Linked DNA regions of Macaca mulatta: region 2 is linked to region 1. Evidence: chromatin contacts called from public Hi-C data. All regions are on one chromosome and are shown on one strand. Each heading gives the region's core, a stretch centred on a gene start, on an enhancer-like site or on the middle of the called end of the contact. The rest is flanking DNA. Distances are from core to core; before and after follow the strand shown. Region 1 has its middle 190 kb from the start of CELF4. Region 2 holds the start of CELF4 (CUGBP Elav-like family member 4).

What was found. A called contact is a pair of places that touch in the nucleus more often than the background predicts.
Region 2: a Hi-C map of fetal cortex germinal zone shows a contact between it and region 1, with 3 times the contacts expected there. The contact joins the promoter of CELF4 here to the enhancer-like site in region 1. A contact is called at or near these places in 2 of 14 Hi-C or Micro-C datasets (fetal cortex germinal zone and fetal cortical plate).

What each region holds. Positions count from the first base shown.
Region 1 is chr18:54,767,962-54,772,048 of T2T-MMU8v2.0, forward strand. No RefSeq gene overlaps it. Among named protein-coding and RNA genes, the nearest start is that of CELF4, 190 kb to the right of the region's middle. Within about 2 kb of position 1,995, at least 6 of the 40 cell types and tissues checked have an H3K27ac peak or open chromatin away from gene starts, as enhancers often do. A contact at or near this core is called in fetal cortex germinal zone, where this site is marked.
Region 2 is chr18:54,961,756-54,965,842 of T2T-MMU8v2.0, forward strand. CELF4 (CUGBP Elav-like family member 4) reads left to right here and starts at 2,359. Exons shown (of 13, transcript XR_003724651.2): 1 at 2,359-2,793.

The DNA of each region.
Region 1 (4,087 bases), core at 745-3,244:
CACTTTCAGCCCATCTGCATTGAAAATAATGAGAAAGACTACTCAGGAGAGAATACTAAGGGTGTGGCCAAATAACCGTCCAACAGAGATTAGTCAGTCATCTCAAAAGAAGCTACAAAAAAAAAAAAAAAAAGGCAGAGGAGTAACCACCTGCATTGCCCAACACTGCCTCCCATCACTGGCTTCACTCCCCACACTGCAGCTCCAAGCAATTCAGCCACTCCTAAGTGAGGCTTCAGTGGGCCCTAGTGGAGGTTACCCTGTATCCAGCAAAGCTTTGGGTGTGTAGCTACCTCCACCTAGATTCCAAAGGATGAACTGCCTGGAGCTGCTGGCATGGAACCCAGGTGGAAGGCCACAGGGAAGTTTGGGACCACCACAGATATACCCCACTAGGGTAATGCCCAGAACTGTGGGGGTGAGTTCCCCCAGAGACCCTAAACCTATAGAGCCTCCAGTATACAATAGTAGCCTGGGAGAGCATCAGGCACACAACTCCATCCCATGAGAGCTGTGGCAGGGGCTGTGCCCAAATTCGAGGCAACAGGGCTATCCAGAGCCTTGGGGGCCCAACCCATGTCCAGCAAAGCTGCAGAGGCAGGACTGCTGCCTCAGTGGGTCTAGAAGACAGAAACCCCACCACCGTGTGCCTAGAGAGCAAAGCATCAAGCCAAGGAGCCTTAAGGGATAATGTAATTTGCCTGTTGGATTTTAGACTTGCTCAGGACCTCTTCCTCCTTTCTTCTTTCCTATTTCTCCCTTTTGGAAGAGGATTATCTATCCTATGTCTGTCCCTCCATGGTATCTTGGAAGCACAGGACATGTTTGATTTCACAAATTCACAGCTAGAGAGGAATTTGCCTCAGGATGACTCATGCCTTGAGTCTCACCCATATCTGAATTAGATGATATTTAGAAGATAGTTTAGACTTTGGGCTTTTGAATTGACAACATGTGAGAAGTACGTGAATTTTGATGGGCCAGGGTGAAATGCTATAACTAAATATTTGCATCTCTCCCAATGTATGTGTTGAAACTCTATTCCCAATGTGATGGCATTTGGAGGTGGGGTCTTTGGGAGGTGATTAGGTGACTTGGGAATGGGATTAGTGCCCTTATAAAAGAAGACCCAAAGGGATCTCTCACCCCTTCAGCCACGTGAGGTTACAGTGAGAGGACAGCTATCTATGAACCAGGAAGTAGGCACTCACCGAACACTGAGTCTGCAGGCACCTTAATCTTGGACTTCCCAGCCTCCAGAACTTTGAGAAATAAATTCCTGTTGTTTATAAGCTACTCAGTCTATAATACACTGCAGCCCAAATGGACTAAGGTAACCCCTCTACTCCTAAGTGTCTCAAACAGCAACAGGTGAGTGAGGAGGTGTTTTGTTGGAGTCCTAGGTGGGAGAGGCAGGCTGGGTAGCAGGTGATCAAGGAGCAGTGGTGCACTTGGACCCTGGACTGCCCTGGCCTGCCCCATAGGGCCACTCCTGGCTGAGTGTAAATGCAAACTCTGCTTTGCTTGCTTGCAAGGCAAGGGATAACTCTGGCACCACAGGTTAACTAGTCTAATCACAGCAAAGGTCAGGACCCCAGTGATGGGAGCAGATCCTTCCTGCAACAGTGGAGGACAGCTCCATAGGAGAAGCAAACCAAGCCACTCTGATAGAAAGGCTTTTATGTTATAGGGTTTGAGTTTCCTTTTTTCAACCTTCCGGAAAAAAAAAAAGTAGTCAAGAGGCTGTCAGGCAGCTCAGCGTCTCCATTAGAATTCAGAGTATTCCACGGTAATTACAAAACAGCTGTAATGGAAAATTGGTAGTCAAACCCATTTTCCAGCGACTAGAACGGTGAATGGGCTCCATTATGTTCCTAATTCTCATTAACTTAATTTGCATAGGAAACAATGAAGGAATACATAATGAGGTACAGTGGGCAAGCAGCCCAGCCCTGGCCCCCATGGTGCTGGGCTCAACCCACAGTGACCCACCCCAAGGGAGGGAAGGCCAAGTGCTACTGCTGGGCTGGACTCCACTGGGCAACCTGAGGCTGCTGCCCTGAGCTAGTCCAAGACCAGCGAGGTGGAGGATGACTGCTTGCCTGTCATTTGTCCAGGATCACCTTGCTTCAGCACACCCAATGCAAATCCCATTTCTTCTCTCCACCTCCCTCCCCTACTCTTGGTAAGGCGGAAGAACTGGAGCAGAAGGAGGAGGGAACTTGTTTTTGGGTAAGCAATTCCAGGCTTTGGCTGTGTGTGCACGCATGTTTCTCCCTACAAATCTGCTTTTAATTATAATTGGCCCTGGCAAAAGAATGAGATCAGCAGCTGGGGAGTGGGGTGGGGTTGGGGTGCAGGGATAGGCCTGAGCTGAGCCCTGGGTGCTTTTGAGGAAGTGAGGACAGCAGAGCCTAGCTCCAGTTTTGCTACCCTAAGCCATAGTGACCACATCAGACCAGGTCTTTGCTGGTGGATTAAATGGAACTCGACGTAAGGTAGAAACAGGTCACAGCCAAAGCTCAAAGCTCAATCAGTCAGCTGTGACAGTAGTGGAAAGCCAGAAGTTCTTTGTGTTCTCTATTTTAACAAATAAAATTACAAACCAAAAATAAATAAATAAATAGTGGTACATTCTACTCACAGTGAATTTAGGCATCTATGCTATTTTAGACACTATACTGGACTATCTCAATGAATCTTTACAGCAAAACTGCCAGATAAGAATTATATCAATTTCACTGACAGGGAAACTGAAGCTCAAATAATGTTATATGCTGATTGTTTAGCTCTTCACAGGCAAAGCCTGGTCTTATGGATCAGCTAGTCCAGCTAAGCTGATGCTTCCCAGACTTTCTAACTTCACGGCACTCACAGAAAATGATCATATTTGCATAAGGTACTCAGGGTGAAGGAGAGAGAATGTGGAACCTGAAGAAGCCCAAACTCCACTTGGTTGAAGGGTCAATATCTCAACCCACATGAGTTGGAAACCTCAAGTCTAATTCATAGGAAAATGCTGGCCCCTTCCAAGAGCTACCAGGAGGGTGTATATGCCAGCAATATCCCAACAGTGTCTCATTTGATAAAACAGAAATGTCTGAAATACCACTTCTAGTTTGGGTTAATTATTGCCTTCCTCATACTTCTCTTTTTAAATGCATATCTCTGTAGGTGATGTATAATATTCATCCCATAAAGAAATGCAAGGTAAGGAGCATTTACCTCAAAGTAAGAGACCCAGATTCGTTTCCTAATTCTGCCACTACATAGCTGAAAGAGTTATGCAATTCATTTCAAGGGAGCTGGACCAGATAACTTTCCTTCTCTTAATGCTCTGCAAAGGTACCTATGTAGGCTTTTGTCTTGAGGTGAGAATGGGAATGGGTCAGTGCTGCGCCAAATGCTGAAAGAAGAATGGCATAGGCAAAGTGAATGAAAACAACTTTTTTTTCCCAAAAATTAATCATTCCCAGCTGCTCCACACCAACCCTATTATCCTCATCATCTCCAACAGCAATTTCCTGAGAATGTACTAAGTTCTGGGCATCACACATATATGGTTCATAATCCCCGTAACAACACTATGAGATGGGTTTCATCATCACTGTTAGATAGGGCACTGTCACGATAAGTGGTTGAAGCCACACATCTGGGTGTTGCACCTGCTCTTCGTGTGCTTCTCTGTCTCACCTCCAGCCTGCACTTTCTTTACTTTTCGCAACAACTTGCTGCCTCTCCTTTACCTCCCTCTGAGCCTGGAGTGGATGACATGCTCTCCAGCATTTCAGTGAATTCTTGATGCTCAGGGTGAATTTGGGAGCACAAGCGTGTCCCATCTCATTGGCTCCCAATCTCATCCTCAGAGACACTACCTAGATCCAAAATGACTGGAAACTATTTAAGCAGAACTTTTGGTTGACTTGACCAATTGGATTGGTTCTTCAGGTGCCATAGCCATGCATCCCAGACACAGATACCCTTGACAACCAACACAGCAATCCCTTGTGTCCAAGGCCAAGGAAAACAACTAGTCTTCATTCATGTGCACAAACTCCTGTCTTTCTGTTTGTGCCCACCAGAAACC
Region 2 (4,087 bases), core at 1,109-3,608, 190 kb after region 1:
CCCCCTTATGAGGGCACTTCAAAGGCACACCAAATAAACAACCACCACATGGCAGAGGCTCTATATGTGAGTTTCTGTTCGAGTCCATCTACTGGGTCGATTCTTAGACCAGCATATAACACCGGATAACGTAAGCCCGGGAAACCAAGTGACGAATTAACTATACTTACACCCGATTCCAGCAAGCAAAGGCAGGAGAAGCTAAAATGAAAGGATGAAGTTCCACAGTTCTAAAAATCATACTTGCTCTTTGGTTTGGCCCCGGGATCCTCAGAGAGAGGTGTCCTGGACGGACTCGGGGCCTGGGGCTGCGAACCTCGGGCCTCCGGGCCTCCTCCGGCGCTGGAGAGCTCGTATTGTGCTTGTAGCAAATGGGGTTGGCCTGAGTTTTCAGGCAGCTGGGGTCTCATTTCTTTAATTAAAATTGCAGACAAATCCTCTAGTAACGTAATGTAATCCGAGGGCAAAAAAAGAGAAACCCTGAAACCCCAAAGTGGCCAGTCGAGGGCCGGCAGGGGTTAGGCCAGCCGCTCCGCCCCGCCGCCCCAGCTCCCAGCCCCGCAGCCCGCGGGGGAGCGGGCGCGTTAATTTGCCAGGCTTCTGAAGCGAAGAGGCTGCCCTGAAGAAGCAAACGTGAGAGAGGACGGGGTGCAGGTAAATATCATTAACGTGAAAATCTGCTACCCCGGCCAAGTTCACCACCAGTATTCACCCCCAGAGGCGGGGCTGCTCGGACCCTGCTCGCGGCTCCGCGCCTGCCACTCCCTCTCCCGCGCAGCCGAGGTGCCAACCCCAGCGGGCCTGGCGGGGAGTCCGGCGGGGTCCGGACCGGGCGGCTGGACCCCCGGTCCCCACGGCAGGAGCCACTTCGCCTTGCACCTCGGGAGCTGTAGGTGCCTAAAACGAAACCCGCGGGGGCAGCGCACGCCGCGCGAGTCCCGGTGCGGCGGCAACCCAGATAGCGATTCGGGGGCTTTATTCTTTTGATGGTGATTAAAAAATATATATTCTATTTGAACCCGTAAAGCAGACGAGGGCAAATCAAGCCGTCCCCCGCGCCGGCTCACCGGCCACCGCGCCCAGCGCCTTCCTCCCCCTCCGGCGGGCGAGCGGGCAGGGGAGCCCGACTCCTACCTTCCTCCCGCCAGCCGCAGGCGGACCGGCCGCGCTCTCCGGGGCGGGGGAGGCCGCCCGGGACGGGGACCCCCACCTTCCGCCTTCGGAGGCGGGCTGGGGTGGGGGTCGGACCCCGAGTCTCTACTCCCCGTCCCTCGGCCCCCCGGCGCGGCCCGACCGCTCCCAGCCCCATCCTGGCAGGTGGCTCGGGTGGCGGTAGGTGCCGGGCGGGAGGAAGATGTGGGGCTGCTCTGTCAGGTTGGGGGTGCGAGGAGGGAAAAAAACAGAGAAAGAGACACACAGAGAGACAGGGAGAGAGCGCGCGCGAGAGAGCTCTTGTCTATAGATTTATCCACATAATATACATTTATGTAGCTTTTTTTCTCTCGACACTGATGAATGCGCGCTCGGATTCCCGGCCGGACTCCCTCCAAGCCGGCTCGCTTTTCTAGTCTAAATAAATAAATAAATGAAGCCAGATGGAAGAAAAAAGCGCCCATTCCACCTCCGCCGCCGCCCCGCCCGCCATCCCTGCCTTTGCTTCGCCCGCCTGGCGCCCTAATAGAGCATAGCTTGGTGGATAAAGCCCCCCTACATACCCACAAGAAAATAAAAATCACTGTTTTTTAAATACAAAAAGTTACACCTGCTGCTATTACAAAAAGAACCCCCAAAAGGCAAAGAGAGGAGGCCGGCTGCCCGGCTCCTCACAGACACCCGCTCCCCGCGGCCGCCGGGCCCGGAATCTCAGCGCCTCCCGAAGAGCCATGCGCCTGGCGCTATTTATAGCCGGGGGCCGTCTCGGACTGTACCACCGCCACGGCGCGGGGCCGCCGACGGGGGAGGCGCGGTGGGGCCGGCGCCGCCCCACGCCGCCCTGCCCCCGGCCGCCGCCCGCCGCGGCGCGAGCCCCCACAGCGCGCCCATTCCCGGCCCCCCGCGCCCTCCTCCGCGCGCGCACACTCGCCGCCCCCACCCCTGGTCTGGCTGGGAACTTGAACCGGTCCAGCCTGTTTAAACGGAAAGGACAGAGATCCTGTCTGTTCAATGTAAAAAAAAAAAAAAAGAAAAAAAAAGAAAAAAAGAAAAAAAAATCAGATCAGACCGAGGGAGAGAGGAGAGAGAGAGGGAGAGAGAGGGAGAGAGAGAGGAGAGAGAGGGAGGGAGGGAGAGAGAGAGGGGGGAGAGCGGAGAGAGAGCGCGAGCGCGAGCGAGCGAGAGAAGAGGAGAAAGAGAGAGAGCAGAGAGCGAGCGGAGAGCGAGGTGTAGAGAAACCGAGGGGGAGAGAACCCGAGTGTGTGTATGCGTGTGCGTGTGTGAGCGCGAGCGAGCGAGCGAGAGGAGCGAGAGAGTGCGAGCGAGAAAGAATAAAAGGAAAGAAGATTTTCTCTATGTATATAAAGATGGCCACGTTAGCAAACGGACAGGCTGACAACGCAAGCCTCAGTACCAACGGGCTCGGCAGCAGCCCGGGCAGTGCCGGGCACATGAACGGATTAAGCCACAGCCCGGGGAACCCGTCGACCATTCCCATGAAGGACCACGATGCCATCAAGCTGTTCATTGGGCAGATCCCCCGCAACCTGGATGAGAAGGACCTCAAGCCCCTCTTCGAGGAGTTTGGCAAAATCTACGAGCTTACGGTTCTGAAGGACAGGTTCACAGGCATGCACAAAGGTGAGTGCACCTTTCCCTCCCAACTTTGCCGGGGAGCAGGAGCGGGCGGGCCGGCCGACCGGCCGGCCGGCGACTGACGAGCGGCTGACTGAGCGAGAGGAAGCCTCGGGCGGGCGCCGTGGAGGGAGGCGCTCGGGCAGCGGAGACCAGAGCTGGGGTGCGTGGGGAGCTGCTCGCTGGGGCAAGGCTGGGTTTTGGGCGAGGTGCTGATAGGAACGATGCCATGGAGAGAGCAGCGGGCGCCGATGAAGAGAAAGAGAGAGGGGATCGAGGAGACGGGGCTTGGGTTTTTGGGTACAGCGACTTGAAAGATTGGGATGGGGAAGGCTGCACCGGTCGAGCCCAGGACGCTGAGCGGACGGACTCTCCGGCTCCTGGCCGGCCGGGGACCGAGGGTGCTGTCCATCGCCGTGGTGCTGAAATACTAAAGGAGATGGTCTCCTCATCCTTTGCTCCGGGCCAGAGTAGCAGGAGCGCAGCCGTCTAAAAGGGAGAGAGGTGACAAATTCAAAGAAATATTTTTATTTAAATGTAACAGTAAACTCTCCCTGTCGAGCTGTGTGCCTCAATAATCTGATTGTGGTGTGAATGGTGGTGTGTGTTGGGGGTTGGGGGGGTGGATGTTTGAAGGAACCAGTGATAAAACCTAAGGCAAGAATTAGCAAGGAACCAGCCATCCCCTGGGTGGAGTGGAGGTCTGGCAAGCCTGGATAGTCCCCTTCCCAGGAAAGCGGAGCTTTGGGAAAAAAAATATGTGTGTGCGAGATTTGCATTTTGAAAGGTGTACCCTAATTTATCCCAAACTCACCATGCAGAGAGCTTTATAGTACATTATTTTTCCCTTGAAGCGATCATTGACAGTGAGTGCTTGGGGGAGGGGGAGAGAGAATAATCAAAGAATTAAAACCCAGCAACTTTTTAGGAAAGTGGTCATGGGAATTGTCTGCAGCCTGCCGTTTTCTCCTTGTTTTATTATCTTTAAAGCAGAGCCCCAAACGTGTTCAGTTGTAGAATGTGTGTGGGTGGCTGGTGGGTGACGAAATTAGCCCAGTGCTCCGCTTCCTAACAGTAATATATAGGATGTGCAGCGGGGATGAATCGGTGCTGGAGCTATGTGGGCAAGTTAAATGCTTTCTGAGAGAGATTGATCGCCAGGCAGGGAAGGAGCACGGGGCTAAGGAAGTTGTAGGGGATGTGTATGGATGTTCCGTTTTTAATAAACAGTAGTGTGGAGAGCCGCCGAAGATGCTGTTACAGCTGGTGGTTTTAAAGATGAAAACACACACGCACACCC